Regions from separate parts of the Mus musculus genome. Here region 1 is linked to region 2. The links are chromatin contacts, called in public promoter capture Hi-C maps. All regions are on one chromosome and are shown on one strand. The core of a region is the stretch at or near the end of the contact, and the rest is flanking DNA. Distances in the headings are between cores, read along the strand shown.

Region 1 (7,082 bases), core at 1,557-4,056, 210 kb before region 2:
TGGCCTGTGACCCTAGTACTGGGGAGGTAGAAGCAGTGGCGCACACCTTTGATCCCAGCAGAGGCAGGCAGAGGCAGGCAGATTTTTGAGTTCTAGGCCAGCCTGGTCTACAGAGTGAGTTCCAGGACAGCCAGGGCTACACAGAGAAACCCTGTCTCAAAAAACCAAAAAAAGTAAATAAATAAAAAGAGAGCGAAAACAATAAATTTGGGGAGGGGGAAAAAAGGAGTTACAGAGATGCCTCAGCCACTAAGAGGGCTTGCTGCTCTTGCGAAGGTTTCTAGTTCAGCTCCCACCATCCATGATTCGGAGAGGAGGCCAGGGGCTCACAGCAATTTTAGCTCCAGGGATGGAGCACACCTTCTGGCCCTGTACACAAGTAAAACACAGAGATACGCATACACATAAATGGTTTTTTCTTTCTTTTCTTTCTTTCTTTCTTTCTTTCTTTTTTTTTTTTTTTTTTTTTTTTTGAGGCAGGGTTTCTCTGTATAGCCCTGGCTGTCCTGGAACTCACTCTGTAGACCAGGCTGGCCTCGAACTCAGAAATTTGCCTGCCTCTGCCTCCCAAGTGCTGGGATTAAAGGCGTGCACCACCATGCCCGACTGTTTTTGTTCTTTTTTTTTTTTTAAAGAATTTTACAAAGAAGAATGATTGAGGAAGACATCTTAAGGTGACCTCTGATCTCTGTGGATATGCATACCTGCACACAGGCACACACACATACAAAGATATAGTCTGTCTTAAAGTCCATGTATCTGGCCCATGCTTTTAATCTCAGCACTAGGGAGGCAGAGACAGACAGATGGCTGACTTCCAGGACAGCCAGGACTACAAAAAGAAACCCAGTGGTGGGAGGGGTGGTGCTGGAGAGATGGCTCAGTGGTTAAGAGCACTGGCTACTCTTCCAGTTCAATTCCCAGCAACTACATGGTGGCTTGTGACCATCTGCAATGGACCTGATACCCTCTTCTGTAATGCAGGCATACATGAAAATAGAGCACTCATATACATAAAATAAATATATGTTGGGTTTTTTGGTTTTTTTTTTTTTTTTTTTTAAGTTTAAGGCAAGCCAGGTGGTGGTGGCACACGTCTTTAATCCCAGCACTTTCGAGGCAGAGGCAGGCGGATTTCTGGGTTCCAGGCCAGCCTGGTCTACAAAGACAGGGCTACATAGAGAAACCCTGTCTCAAAAAAAAAAAAAATGTCCATGCATTTGAACTTTATGCAATTTGTGAACAGTAATGAGGCTCAGAGTCCTAGGAAGTAGCTTTCCTGTCCCTGAACCATGCAAGCTCCTGACTTCTTACCCTGTCACTGCCAGGAACTGGAGAACTTGAGCAAATGGGGCCTGAACATCTTTTGTGTGTCGGAGTACGCTGGAGGCCGTTCACTCAGCTGTATCATGTATACGATATTCCAGGTGATGTCGAACAGGGAGCTGGCTGGGATCCAAGGGGCTGGGACGGGGCATTGGGGGTCAGCAGGAGTCACTGCTCTGCTCTGGCTCCCAGGAGCGGGACTTACTGAAGAAATTCCACATCCCCGTGGACACCATGATGACATACATGCTGACGCTGGAGGACCACTACCACGCTGACGTGGCCTACCACAACAGCCTGCACGCAGCCGATGTGCTACAGTCCACACATGTGCTGCTGGCCACGCCTGCACTGGATGTGAGTGCCCGCCTCCTCCTGTCTGTCCCTTCATCTCCTCTAGCCCATTTCTCTAATCCTATCTTCTCTTGTTTTTGGGGGGTGCTGTTGCCTATGTGTGGAGGTCAGAGAACAACTTTTGGAACGGAGTTTTCTGCCTTTTTACTATGTAAATCCAGGAACCAGACTCAGTCATGTTTACCTGAGTAGCAAGTTCTTTTACCCAGTGAGCAGTCTTGCTAGTGTCTGTTTTGTTTTACTGGCCTGTGTGTGTGTGTGTGTGTGTGTGTAAGGGGGCACACGGGGCATGTGTGGAGGTCGGAGAACACTCCTTTGTGTCTTACCGTCCCTTTACCTTGTTCCAAGTCAGGATGTCACTTGTTGCCACACATCCCCAGACCAGGCTGGTGTACAGCTCTCATAGAGATCCGCCTGCCTCTGCCTCCTGAATGCTGAGATTAACACCTTCATTTTTGAAACAGGGTCAACCACTGAGTAGGGGAGATTGGCCAGGGGCCCCAGGGACGCAGCCCTCTCTCAAAGCTGAAATTGCAAGATCAGCCCACAGGCCTGGCTTTTTAATGTGGGGTGTGGGTTTGAAGCTCAGGTCGTCATGCTTGCGTAGCCAGCACTTTACTGGTTCAGCGATCATCTGCCCAGACACTACATCTATCTTTCTCTTCCTCTTCTTTCTGGAGTCCCATCTTCCTCATCTCTGTCTGGGCTGTCCCTTTTGTGTGTCCCCTCTGTGTCAGACTCTGCCTCTCTCTCACTTCTTCTCCCTGCCCCCAGGCCGTGTTCACAGACCTGGAGATTCTTGCTGCTCTCTTCGCTGCTGCCATCCATGACGTGGACCACCCTGGCGTCTCCAACCAGTTCCTAATCAACACCAGTGAGTGGCTTTTCAGGGCGGAGACAGTTAGGCTCAGGGCGTGGCCATTTGGCCTAGAAGCAACATCTGGTTGAATGGAGGTGGGAATAGCCCCTCACGTTGGGATGAAAGTATGGAGGTGGTCTAGCTGGAACCGGGGCTGGTCAGGATGAAGGTGGAGCCTGTGTTGTAGAGATTAGACCACCTGGGCTAGGGGAGGAGCTGGCAAGGCTAGCTTTGGGGCTTAATATATTGATGGGAAACAACCTGCCTGTGAACCTGGTTTATGGGGCGTGAAATTAAACCAACTGAGCTAGGGGTGGAGCCAGCCAGGTGGGGGCGGGGCTTGTGAGGATGGGATGGGCCCGCTAGGCTAAGGGTGAGGACGGCCAGAGGAGGATTGGAGCAGGAACAGTCTAGGCGCCTGATGCTTGGTTTATTTGGTGAAGCACCGATGTGGCAGAGGAGGGGGCTGGGACTAGTCAGTCTGAAAATGAAGCCAACTGGAGACTGGGCGCGCACGGGGCGGGGCTTGGTACCCAGGTGGTACCACGTGGTACTCTGCAGATTCGGAGCTGGCATTGATGTACAACGATGAGTCTGTGCTTGAGAACCACCACCTGGCTGTGGGATTCAAGCTGCTGCAAGAAGAGAACTGCGACATCTTCCAGAACCTCAGCAAGCGCCAGCGGCAGAGCCTGCGCAAGATGGTCATCGACATGGTGGGCGGGGCCAGCGCTGTGGGTGGGGCTTGGTGGCGGGGCGGGCCTTAAGAACCCTGCAGTTTGGCAAAGGAAAATAAATCTAGGGCCAGGGTAGGTAACAGAGTGGATGTCAGGGGGAGGGTGGGCAAGCTTTCTTCCCTGACTTGACATATCTTGCTTTTAGGTGCTGGCCACAGACATGTCCAAGCACATGACCCTTCTGGCTGACCTGAAGACTATGGTAGAGACGAAGAAAGTGACCAGCTCTGGAGTTCTCTTGCTGGACAACTACTCTGACCGTATCCAGGTGCCCCAGATGCCCTCTTCCTCGTTCGTGATTGCCTCTCCCATCTTCCCTTTCCAACACATGCCCCTCCTTCCTCTGTCAATTCCCATATGTCTCTTTCTCAACCTCTTCCGTCTCTCTCCAACCCTCTCCCCTGACGTACCCCACTCAGCTTCTCTCACCACACACCCATCTTGCCCCAGCTGTCTCTCACCTCTCTCCATTTCCCTCACACTTCTTGCCTCAGCTTTCTCCTTCACTCCAATTCACCTGCCCAGCACACACATACACAGACACGCATACACACACATGCATTTGTGCATTAGCGCGCGCGCACATACACACACACACACACACATACACATTCAGGCATACAAGCACATGGAGTTAAGAAAACCTTAGGCCTAGTGAGCACCCTTAATCCCAGCATTCCAAAAGTAGAGACTGGAGGATGGCCACAAGTCCAAAACCAGCTGGGACTCTATTTGGAAACCCCTTTTAAAAAGTCAAATAAAGCCACTAGAAACTAAATCTGAGTGTGCTGTTGCATCCCTGTGTCCCCAGCACTTAGAAGATGGGGGCAGGATCAGAGTTTGAGGTCATCCGCAGCTACATAGCAAGTTCAAGGCCAACCTAAGCTACAGGGGACCCTGTCTCATAAAAAAGACAGGGAGACAGAGAGAGAAGACAGCCAGAGGCCCACAGACTGGGATTCTGCCTGGCCTCTGAAGGCCCCTCCCTGTATTCACCAGGTCCTCAGGAACATGGTGCACTGTGCAGACCTCAGCAATCCCACCAAGCCCCTGGAGCTGTACCGACAATGGACTGATCGCATCATGGCTGAGTTCTTCCAGCAGGGTGACCGAGAACGGGAACGCGGAATGGAGATTAGCCCCATGTGTGACAAGCACACAGCCTCTGTGGAGAAGTCTCAGGTACGGCGGGTACAGGGCCTCGGGACAGCTTACAGGAGTAGCTTGGCCCACCTCTCCAGGACGACAAAATCAGTGTCTGACTCTTTGGTAGTGGGCTCATCGGAGGCAGGTCACTCCCATTTTGCAAAGTTATGTTCACAGATCTCTGGCTAGTCCACCTATCATGGCATCAGTCTGCTGCAAACCAGGCATTTTAAAAACAATGTTTTGTGTGTTGGGAGGGGGGTGGTTTTAGTTTTCTGTTTTACATCTGGACCTTGAACTCACTATAGCCAAGGATAAATTTGAATCTCTGATCTTACTGCCCTACCTCTCTAGCACTGGATCCCGGGCTGCCCCACCACACAGGTTTATACAGTGCTGGGAGTAAAGCCCAAAGCCTCCTGCATGCTAGGCAAGCACGCTCTGCTAACTGAACTACAGCCCCAGTTCCCCTTTATCTTTTTAATAAGTTGTATTGTTAATCTTACTGGGCAAAAATAAGGCCACAATTTTTGAGCCAAATTTGAAGCAAGCTTTATTTAAGACTGGCCGGGTCCATACCTGGGATTCTCAGACTGTGGCACCAAATTACATTAGTCAGAGGCTTATAAAGGCAAAACCCTTATGGCTACACATCTCCTGCTTTTGTCCAAACTGGGGCAAGCATTCATCCTGATAAACTTCAAGCCTCTGTCCCTCCCACCCGCATGTGATCAGGCATCTCCTGTGCGGTTGGGCAACCAAGCTCATTTACAGAAGTAAAACCACGGGGCTTGTGTTCCGTGATTCTCAGCTCCCAACATCCTAGGAAGGTAGCTGTCCTTGGACAAGTGAGGCTTACAGATTAGAGTCATTCTTGTTTTATAGATTCGTTAAGCACAGTCATTTAAACTTAAAACATAACATTGGCCCTCACAGTATCAGTATAGACCTGTGTTTACACTGGGCAAGTGACACACCCGCAGTGCCACCTGCTCTTCTCACCGAAGCAGCAGGTATGTTTTAGCCTAAACGTTTGGGCAAGCTTGGGCATCTTCACAGGATCCTGTGTGTGGGTCAAGGCGCTTGACACATGAAAAGAGAGAAGATCCTACAAGAGTCCTCTGACAGTCATATCTATACCAAAGCATGTGTGGTCCCGAAGTAAATCAAAATTTAGTAAAAATTTAGTAAAAAAAGGGTTTTTTGTTTTCTAATTTTTAGGCTAGGACTCACCATGTATCCCTAGCGAGCCAGGAGTTTACTGTGTAGACCAGGCAGGCCCGGAACTCAGAGATCTGCCTGTCTCAGCTCCCAGTATTGGGATTAAAGGCGAAGTGTGCAGGTGTAAAGGCCTGCACCTGCATTCTTGGCCTTTAATCCCGGTACTTGGGAGACTAGGACAGGGCTGGACAGATAGTTGTTCTTCCAGAGTACCTGGGACCACGCACAAGGGAGATTACAACTGTCAGTATCAATTCTAGTTGCAGGACTCCAACTCCTTCATCTGTCCTCTTTGGACGTCAGGCATCAACATGGTATACATACAAACACACACACACACACACACACACACACACACACACACACACGAAGGCAAACATTCATACACTTAAAATTAAATAAACTGGGTAGTAGTGGCTTATACCTTTAATCCCAGCATTAGTAAGGAAGAAACAGGTGGATCAATGAGTTCGAGGCCAGCCTGGTCAACAGAGCAAGTTCCAGGACAGCCAGGGCTACTCAGAGAAACCCTGTCTCGAAAAACCAACCAAACAAACAAGCAGCAGCAGGCAAGATCTCTGGGAGTACAGGGCCATTCTGGGCTGCAGAGTGAGATCTGGGCCAGCCATGACTATACAATGAGAGTGTCTCAAATAAAAAAACACCAGTTGATATATATGGAACTATTTTTAATGTGTTTGGGTGTTTTGCCTCTGTGTGTGTATGTGTGTGTGTGTGTGTGTGTGTGCCTGCATGTGTGTGCACTGGTCTAGTGCCTGCAGAGGCCAGAAGAGGGCAAGAGGTCATCAGACTTGGAGTAACAGAAGATGGTTGTGAGCCGGGTGTGGTGGCTCACGCCTTTAATCCCAGCACTCGGGAGACAGAGACAGGTGGAGTACCTGGTCTATGGAGTGAGTTCCAGGATAGCCAGGGCTACACAGAGAAACCCTGTCTCAAAAAGCCAAAACAAAGAAAAAAAAAAGAAGAAGAAGATGGTTGTGAGCCACCATGTAGATTCTGGAAGCTGAATTCGTGTTCCTAACTGCTGAGCCCTCTTCCCCAGCCCAGGATGGACTGTTTCAAGTGTTCTGGGCTGGCTAGATGGTTGGATTTTGGGACAGGAGCTCACTGTAGATTAGGCTAACCTTGCACTTGTGGCAGTCCTGCTGCCTCAGCCTCCTGCCTGCTGTATGCACCGCCATCCAGTACTGTTTTCTTGTTGTTTTGGGATAGTGTCTCCTTGTAGTCAGAGCTGGCCTCAGACTCTGTAGGATGACCTTGAACTCCTGACTCCAGTGTCTACTTAGGCAGCACACCACACTCCACCTTTCCCACGTGGTTTTTTTTTTTTTTTTTTTTTTTTTTTTTTTTTTTTTTGTTATTTTGGTTTTTAAGACAGGATCTTGTGCTATAGCTCTGCCCAGCCTGGAACTTACTAT
Region 2 (7,848 bases), core at 2,612-5,111:
AGAAAATGTCAGTGCATGGCACTTGCTCTTACTCCTAGGCACACAGCACCCCTTCCAATCCAGTTCCCTCCTCATGATTTCCTAGGTAACTCCTGGACTTTGCCACACTGGGAACTTGGCCAGCTCTCTCATTGAGTCCCCAAGCTTCTGAAGGCTGTATGCTCTCTGCCCGGCCTCTTGTATGTGCAGTGGCTTCTCCAATCTCCTGGCAACGATAGTGCCGCTGTCCCTTGTGCTGAAGCGGAGTTCCCAATGCTGTTAATTGCAGGGGAGGGCTCAGGATGGTCCCTGCTCTCCTCCCATTGAGGACATTAAACTGCTACTACTACTCCCATGCATATTTACCCCAATGGCAAAGCCTACATTCTCCAATCCAGCGTCGCACAGCTGCTTGCAGTGACATTTGTCTTCCATCCTTTCCTTTAGTCCCACCAGCCACTCTTGGAGTTCACTGCTCAAGTGCCCTGGTACTTTCCTTTGGTTCGTGCAGCCTGTGTCTCCAGGCTCAGTCCTTGTTTCCGAACCACTGGAGGTTAGTGAGTTCACTTGAGTATAAGATTCTTGAGGTCAGAATAGGCTACAAAACACTAAAGGGAGAAAGAAAAGGAAAAAAAGTCTAGACCCAGGGAAGGCTACTCAAGGGGTGGAAAGGTCGGTACATAAAACCAGAGCCCCCTAGCACATGTCAGACCATGGCAATGAGCTTCCTCTTTGACCCTGGGACTGGGAGGCAGAGATAGATCCTTTGTGTTTACTGGCAAGCCAGCCTAGTCTGTCGGATAATTCAATAGCATACATAGGGTGCTGGGTATGGGGCCACACGCCTTTAATGCCAGCACCCAGGAGGCAGAGGCAGGTGGGTTACATGTTAAGACCCTGTCAATAAACCCAACGATGGCGGGTGGATCTCTGTGCGTTCAAGGCAAAAGCCAGCCTGGTCTACAGAGTGACTCCTAGGACAGCCAGGGCTACACAGTGAAACCTTGTCTTGAGAACAACAGGAAAAGTTGGATGTCGAAGCTGGCTGTAGAAGATTATACCTAAAATTTTGAAGCGTGGAGATTGCTGTGAGTGGACAGCCTGGACTGCATCATTCCAGGACAGCATCATCTACAGAGTAAAATCCTGCCTCAACCCAAAAAGTTGCCAGCTACTATGGTAGTACTATGAGCTAGCACTTAAAGGTGGAGGCAGGTTGGCACGCTTTTAATCCCAGCAGTTTGTAGGCAGAGACAGGTGGATCTCTTGACTTTGAGGCCTGCCTGGTCTACAGAGCAAATTCCTGGACAGATTGGACTGACTACAAAGAAAACCTGCCTTGACCAAAAAGCAAGAGGATCAACACCAGCTACTGCGTAGTAAATGTGAGGTCAGCATGAACTATGTGAGAGCTTGTCTCAAAAAATAACCAATACAGGACCGGAGAGATATCTCAGTAGTTCTAGTCCCAGAAATCTGCATGAGAGCTCACAATTGTAACTCCAGTTCCAGGATGCTTTCAGTACATATATGTTCATGTAGGCAAAACACATAAAATTCTTAAATAGCTGGCATAGGTCTAGGGAGCTGAGTAAATGCATAAAGATGACAGCCTGGATTTGGTTTCCTGGGACCAGAGAGCACAGACTCCTGGAAGTTGTACTCTGACCTCCACAAGGATGCTGTGGCAAGTGTGTGGGTATATCTACGCTGACAGTTACACCCACACGCATAAATGTAAGCACTCTAAAGCAGGGCTGTGACCTGGAACACCAGCACTGTGTGTATGGAGAAGTGGTCGTAGAGATGAGGATCGCTGGGGCTGGTTGACTGCCAAGCTGCTTTCAGGTTCAGTGAGACACTGCCTGGGGATTAAGGTGGAGAGCAACAGCAGGTTATTAACCATCCCTTGGCCTCTGCTCACACAAGCACAAGGGCCTTGACTATTCCTCAGCCTCGGTGTCTTGAGGCATTCTGACTAAGCTCAGTCAGCCCTATAACTTCTGGTAATTGGTATTCATTTACTCTTTTTCACTGCAAGAGACTCAGATTCTACCCAGTACCTCTGCCCATCATAGCAGGTTCTGCATAGCAGCTCACTGGGAATATTGTGGGACAATGGTGCCCTCTGCCGGCAGAGGTGGCAGATACGGTTTATATTGACAGAAAATCACTTGGCTATCTTTATTAAATCTCTGGTCAGGGCAGTGGGAACACGTGACTGTACACACACACACACCTCCCTCATTGAATAAAGTAATAGGGTCAAGTTTCTGGGCATTAGATTTCTTTTTGTAATGATAGGAATCCTTTGACAAAAAAATGACTGAGCGCCTGACTACATGCTAGGTCCTTAGTAAATGAACACAGAATGACAGACTATTGTTAGTGACTACATGTATGAAGAGTATGCTATGTGAGTATGTGTGCAGAGGACTCAACCCAGAGCCTTGTGCATGCCAGGGAGAAAGTTGGGTTGTTTTTGTTTAAAAGATTTATTTTGTGTATTTAAGTATTTTGCCTGAATGTGGGTGTGCTACCATCTTACCTGCCTGGTCAGAGGAGGACATCAGATCCACTGGAAATGGAGTTACAGGGGGCTGTGTGTGCTAGGAGTACCATGTCCTCTGGGTACGTGCTCATTAGCCCCTATTTTGATTTTTTTTTGTTTTGTTTTTTTGTTTTTTGAGACAGGGTTTCTCTGTGTAGCTCTGGCTGTCCTGGAACTCACTTTGTAGACCAGGCTGGCCTCGAACTCAGAAATCCGCCTGCCTCTGCCTCCTGAGTGCTGGGATTAAAGGCGTGCGCCACCACGCCCGGCTTTTGATTTTTTTTGTATTTGAGTATACTGCCACTGTTTCAGAAGAAGGCATTGGATCCAATTACAGATGATTGTGAGCCACCATGTGGTCGCTGGGAATTGAACTCAGGACCTCTGGAAGAGCAGTCAGTACTCTTAACCGCTGAGCCATCTCTCCAGCCCTGATTTTTTTTAAAAAATAATTTTATGTGCATTGATGTTTTGCCTGCATGTATGTCAGATTTCGGCATTACAGACAGTTGTGAGCTGCCATGTGGGTGCTGGGAATTGAATCCAGTTCCTCTGGAAGAGCGGTCGGTGCTCTTAACTGCTGAGCCATCAGGTTTTTTTGTTTGTCTGGCTAGGGTTTTTTGTTGTTGTTGCTTTTTGAAACAGGGCTTCTCTATGTAACCCTGGCTGTCCTGGAACTCAGAAATCTGCCTGCCTCTGCCTCCCAAGTGCTGGGATTGCAGTAGTGCCCTACAGTGCCTTTTTTATTGCTTGTTTTTTGAGGTAGTTCACAATATAGCCCTAACTTTCCTGGAGCTTGCTATATAGGCTCACAGAGATCCACCTGCCTCTACCTTTCCTTGTATCAAAGGAGTACAATAACAGGCTTGGCTCCATCTTTTTTTCCCCTCCCTTTTTGTGAGATGAGATCTCTCTGTAGCCCAAGCTGGCAGGAAACTCACTGTGCCGGTGTCGATCTCCAACTGCACATAATCCTTTTTCCTCAGCCTCTGAAATCTTGAGATTCCTGATGAGTTATCATATCCGGCTGTTGTATTTTATACAGCAGAAAAACATGTCTTGGAGTGTTTAAAATACATTTATTGTATGTACGCCCATGCGAATTTGAATGGCTGTCTTGTAGATCCCAGAGACAGGTCATCGGGCTTGGCGCTGTGTATCTTCACTCGGTAAGCCATGGCACTGGGCCTTAGAACGGTGACAGCTATGGGATCTGGAAGTAGAGCACCCAAGCGTGTGGAGGGTGTGGCGTCAGTTGCTATGGTTCCCTATAGCTCTCAGATCACGTGATTCGGGGCACCTCGGCGCTGTCCTCTGTGGTCTCAGGCCACGTGGTTCCGGGACTGAAAATGGCGGCGGTAGGCAGCCCAGGTTCGCTTGAGTCCGCTCCACGAATAATGCGGCTGGTCGCTGAGTGCAGTCGCTCCGGAGCTCGGGCGGGTGAGCTGCGGCTGCCGCATGGAACGGTAGCCACCCCTGTGTTCATGCCTGTGGGTACACAGGCCACCATGAAGGGTATCACCACGGAGCAGCTGGACTCCCTGGGCTGCCGCATCTGCTTGGGCAACACCTACCATCTGGGGCTGAGGCCGGTGTGTGGATTCGATCTGGGGGGTGGGTGGCGAGGGGGTCTTTGGAAAAGTCTGTTGAGTAAGGCCCACAGTGCCGGGGCTCACCCACACCTGGCCGTGGAGCTGCGGGCACCGCTAACTTTTTCTCCCTCACAGGGACCGGAGCTGATCCGGAAAGCCCAGGGTCTTCACGGCTTCATGAATTGGCCCCACAATCTGCTGACGGTGAGTTGGGGTTGCCGCCCTCGGGCGCTGCGTTGAGGTGAGAGGTCCCCAGTCTCAATCTCCTGACAGCTTCGCTGCGGGGTCTCCCCAGGATAGCGGCGGCTTCCAGATGGTGTCCCTCTTCTCCCTGTCCGAGGTGACGGAGGAGGGCGTCCACTTCCGCTCGCCCTACGATGGAGAAGAGACACTTTTGAGCCCAGAGAGGTCGGTGGAGATCCAGAATGCTCTGGGTAAGAGGAGGGCTTCGAACGCCACGTATGGTTTGGATCGTCTTTGAATTTGGACTCTTTCACCTAACGAAAATAAGGATAGCCGGGCGTGGTGGCGCATGCCTTTAATCCCAGCACTCGGGAGGCAGAGGCAGGCAGATTTCTGAGTTCGAGGCCAGCCTGGTCTACAAAGTGAGCTCCAGGACAGCCAGGGCTACACAGAGAAACCCTGTCTCGAAAAACCAAAAAAAAAAAAAAAGAAAAAAAAGAAAAGAAGGATAAAGAATAGGTCCTGTGTTGGGCATGTGCAAGAGTTAATTAGAGTGTTTTGCCAGTGTCCTGGTCTAGATCCTCACTACAGCAAACAAACAAAACAAACACTTTAAAAAGGAGGGTGGGGGGTGGCGCACACCTTTAATCCCAGCACTTGGGAGGCAGAGCCAGGCGGATTTCTGAGTTTGAGGCCAGCCTGGTCTACAAAGTGAGTTCCAGGACAGCCAGGACTACACAGAGAAACCCTGTCTTGAAAACAACAGAGAGAAAAAGTTGGATGTCAAAGCTGGCAGTAGTAGAATTATACCTAAAATCTTGAAGTGTGGGGGTAGGGAGATTGCTGTGAGTGGACAGCCTGGACTGCAGGGCTCAAAGGAAGACACCCTGTCTCAAAGAAAAAAGAAAAAAAAAAAAAAGACAAAGAAGCTGTTTTCATTTCCTGACAAAACAGAGAACTAATGCCAGTACTGTAAGCACAGTACTGAATACAGAGTCATCCTTTTTTATTTATTGGTTTGTTTTATGTGTATGTATTTTATTATTTACTTATTGTTTATTATTTTGGAGAGGGTCTCACTATGCAGCTTCAGCTGGGCAAGAACTCTCTAGGTAGACTGGTAGACCAGGCTGGCCTCAAACACAGATACACCCGCTTTTGCCTCTCCTCTGGAGTGCTGGCATTAAAGACAGGTGCCACCACACCCAGCTGTTAGTGTTCTTAGTAACAAATTGAATTTAATAAAATATTGGTGACAACAAGATAAGATAGTCATGGTTTGGGCCCCTTATTTCCATCCATGTAGTTTATTTTATTTTGTCTTTTTTTTTTTAAGATTTATTTATTTATTTATTATATGTAAGTACACTGTAGCTGTCTTCAGACACTCCAGAAGAGGGAGTCAGATCTCGTGATCGGATGGTTGTGAGCCACCATGTGGTCGCTGGGATTTGAACTCCTGACCTTCGGAAGAGCAGTCCGGGTGCTCTTACCCACTGAGCCATCTCACCAGCCCCCAATTTTGTCTTATTTTTGAGACAGAGACCTACATAGTCTATGCTGGCCTGGACCTCACTTCTGCTTTAACTGAGGTTGACTTTGAACCCCCGATCCTTTTCTCTCACCTCCAGAGTGGTGGAATTACAGTCAAATGCCATCATTCCTAGTTTTATACTGAGGATCAAGGCTTTTTGTATATTACATGAGCATTCGATTCATTGAGCTACATCTACAGTCCAGGACAGTTTATGTTGTGTAGACTGCACATGGGGCTGGAGCCTTGGAACATAAGCTCCAACTCTTTCCCACTTCTGTACAGACGAGTACAAAAGATCTGCTGGGAACTTTATGTCTGATGTCTCCGGTGCTGGGCACGGGCTTTATCGTAAAGCCTTCTTATGAAACCTGTGTTATTATGCTAAGTGGAGCCAGGACAAGCTTTCGTGACAGGGGCTGCCCTGAGTCCCTGTATCTTCGGATAGCAGGATAAGGTTGCTGTGGTAACACCATGACCAAAAAAAACTGGGGGGAGAAAGGGTTTATTTCATCTTACAAATAGCCCCTCATTAAGGATTTAAGGAAGGTGGTCTCAAACTGAGCCACGTGCTAATCCACCAGCTCTCTGAGCCCTGGCCCTAGTTCTTGTATGTAAATGCAGGCTCTCCCTATACCATGTTGTGTGCACTGAAACACACTCTCTTGTTAGGAGGGTAACAGGCATGCTCAGCCACACTTGGCTTTGCCACACCTGGATCAGCCACACCTGGCTCTGCCTTTTGCTTTGCTTTGTTTTTGTTTGTTTTGTGAGAAAGAACAAAGCTTTGTTGCTCAGCCTGGCCCTTCCTTCTTCTCCTGGTTTTGATCTAAAGCCCTCTGTCTGTGTTTTGGATTCCTCCTGTCACTGTGATAAAACAGCCTAAGCCAGTTGAGGAGGAAAGGGTTGATTTTTATTGGGCTTATACTTCCTGGTCGCAGGTGATCATTGAGGGAAGCCAAAGCAAGACCCTGGAGCAGAAGCAATGGAGGAACGCGGCTTTCTAGCTTACGTGCAGGCTCATGCTTAGTTAGCTAGCTTCTATTAAGATTTGTTTTTATTATCGTCAGTTATATGTCTGTATGTACATGTGAGCGCAGGTGTCTGAGGAGGCCAGAGGGAGTAGATTTTCCAGACCTGACGTTACAAGCAGTATTGACTTAACCTGTGTGCTGGGAAGCGAGTCTGGGTCATCTGGAAGAACAGTGAGTGCTCTTAACCACAAAGCCCAACCCTCAGCCCAAAGCTTTTTTTTTACTTATTCCAACATCACTTGCCTAGAGATAGTATTGCTCATGGAGGGCTGCCCTCTCACATGGTAGTCTCTCACAAACATATGGCCACCAGCTGATCTGACCTAGGAAATCAGATCGGATGACTTTAGACTGGTATAGTCTGTATACCCATTCATCCCTTAGCTCTTCATCTGCTTGTCTGTCTGTCTGTCTGATCTGTCTACCCATTTATCTAATTCTCTCTCTAAGCTGGGCCTGTAACCCAGGTTCTCACACATGCCACGTCAGGTATCTGCTGCTGAGTCTTATCCTCAGGTCCCCAAACCTTTCATTGTGTGAAGTCTTTGGCTCTCAGAATTGTTAGCGGGAAGCAGGTGGCTGTGGCTTATTTGTATTGGTGTGTGCTCTCCTGCTATGGAACAAGAGCAGGACGCAGAGGTCAGCCTTGGTGCTAGTCCTTGCTCAGTCTTGTCTCAGATGGCACAGACTGCCCTAAAACTCTAGGAGCCAAGAATGTCCTTGAATTCTTTTTTTTTCTTTTTTTTTTTTTAAGTTTTTATTTATTAGTATATGTAAGTACACTGTAGCTGTCTTCAGACACACCAGAAGATGGCGTCAGATCTCATTACGAATGGTCGTGAGCCACCATGTGGTTGCTGGGATTTGAACTCAGGACCTCGGGAATAGCAGTCAGTGCTCTTAACCACTGAGCCATCTTGCCAGCTCGAATTCTATTTTTCTATAAAACACATTTTTAAAGATTGTATTTATTTT

The links. Promoter capture Hi-C pulls out the DNA fragments that hold promoters and counts their contacts.
Region 1: a contact with region 2 is called in a promoter capture Hi-C map of embryonic stem cells, with 2.6 times the contacts expected there. The contact joins the enhancer-like site here to the promoter of Qtrt1 in region 2. A contact is called at or near these places in 20 of 39 promoter capture datasets (the 3T3-L1 cell line, the C10 cell line, the HPC-7 cell line and 11 more), 6 of 484 Hi-C or Micro-C datasets (DN3 thymocytes, Th2 cells, bone marrow-derived dendritic cells and 3 more), 9 of 115 datasets of contacts at active chromatin or transcription factors (the 230-238 cell line, the NIH/3T3 cell line, astrocytes and 4 more) and 3 of 9 other capture datasets (adipose tissue, liver and pancreatic islet).

The regions. Positions count from the first base shown.
Region 1 is chr9:21,201,870-21,208,951 of GRCm38.p6, forward strand. It overlaps Pde4a (phosphodiesterase 4A, cAMP specific), which reads left to right. Exons shown (of 15, transcript NM_183408.3): 9 at 1,329-1,427; 10 at 1,519-1,683; 11 at 2,455-2,554; 12 at 3,101-3,255; 13 at 3,422-3,544; 14 at 4,276-4,458. Among named protein-coding and RNA genes, the nearest start is that of Keap1, 34 kb to the right of the region's middle. Within about 2 kb of position 2,807, at least 73 of the 459 cell types and tissues checked have an H3K27ac peak or open chromatin away from gene starts, as enhancers often do. A contact at or near this core is called in the 230-238 cell line, craniofacial prominence and embryonic stem cells, where this site is marked.
Region 2 is chr9:21,407,976-21,415,823 of GRCm38.p6, forward strand. Qtrt1 (queuine tRNA-ribosyltransferase catalytic subunit 1) reads left to right here and starts at 3,862. Exons shown (of 10, transcript NM_021888.2): 1 at 3,862-4,122; 2 at 4,258-4,326; 3 at 4,418-4,556. The coding sequence starts at 3,880. It overlaps Gm16853 (predicted gene, 16853), which reads right to left and starts at 3,745. Exons shown (of 5, transcript NR_045742.1): 1 at 3,472-3,745; 2 at 346-587.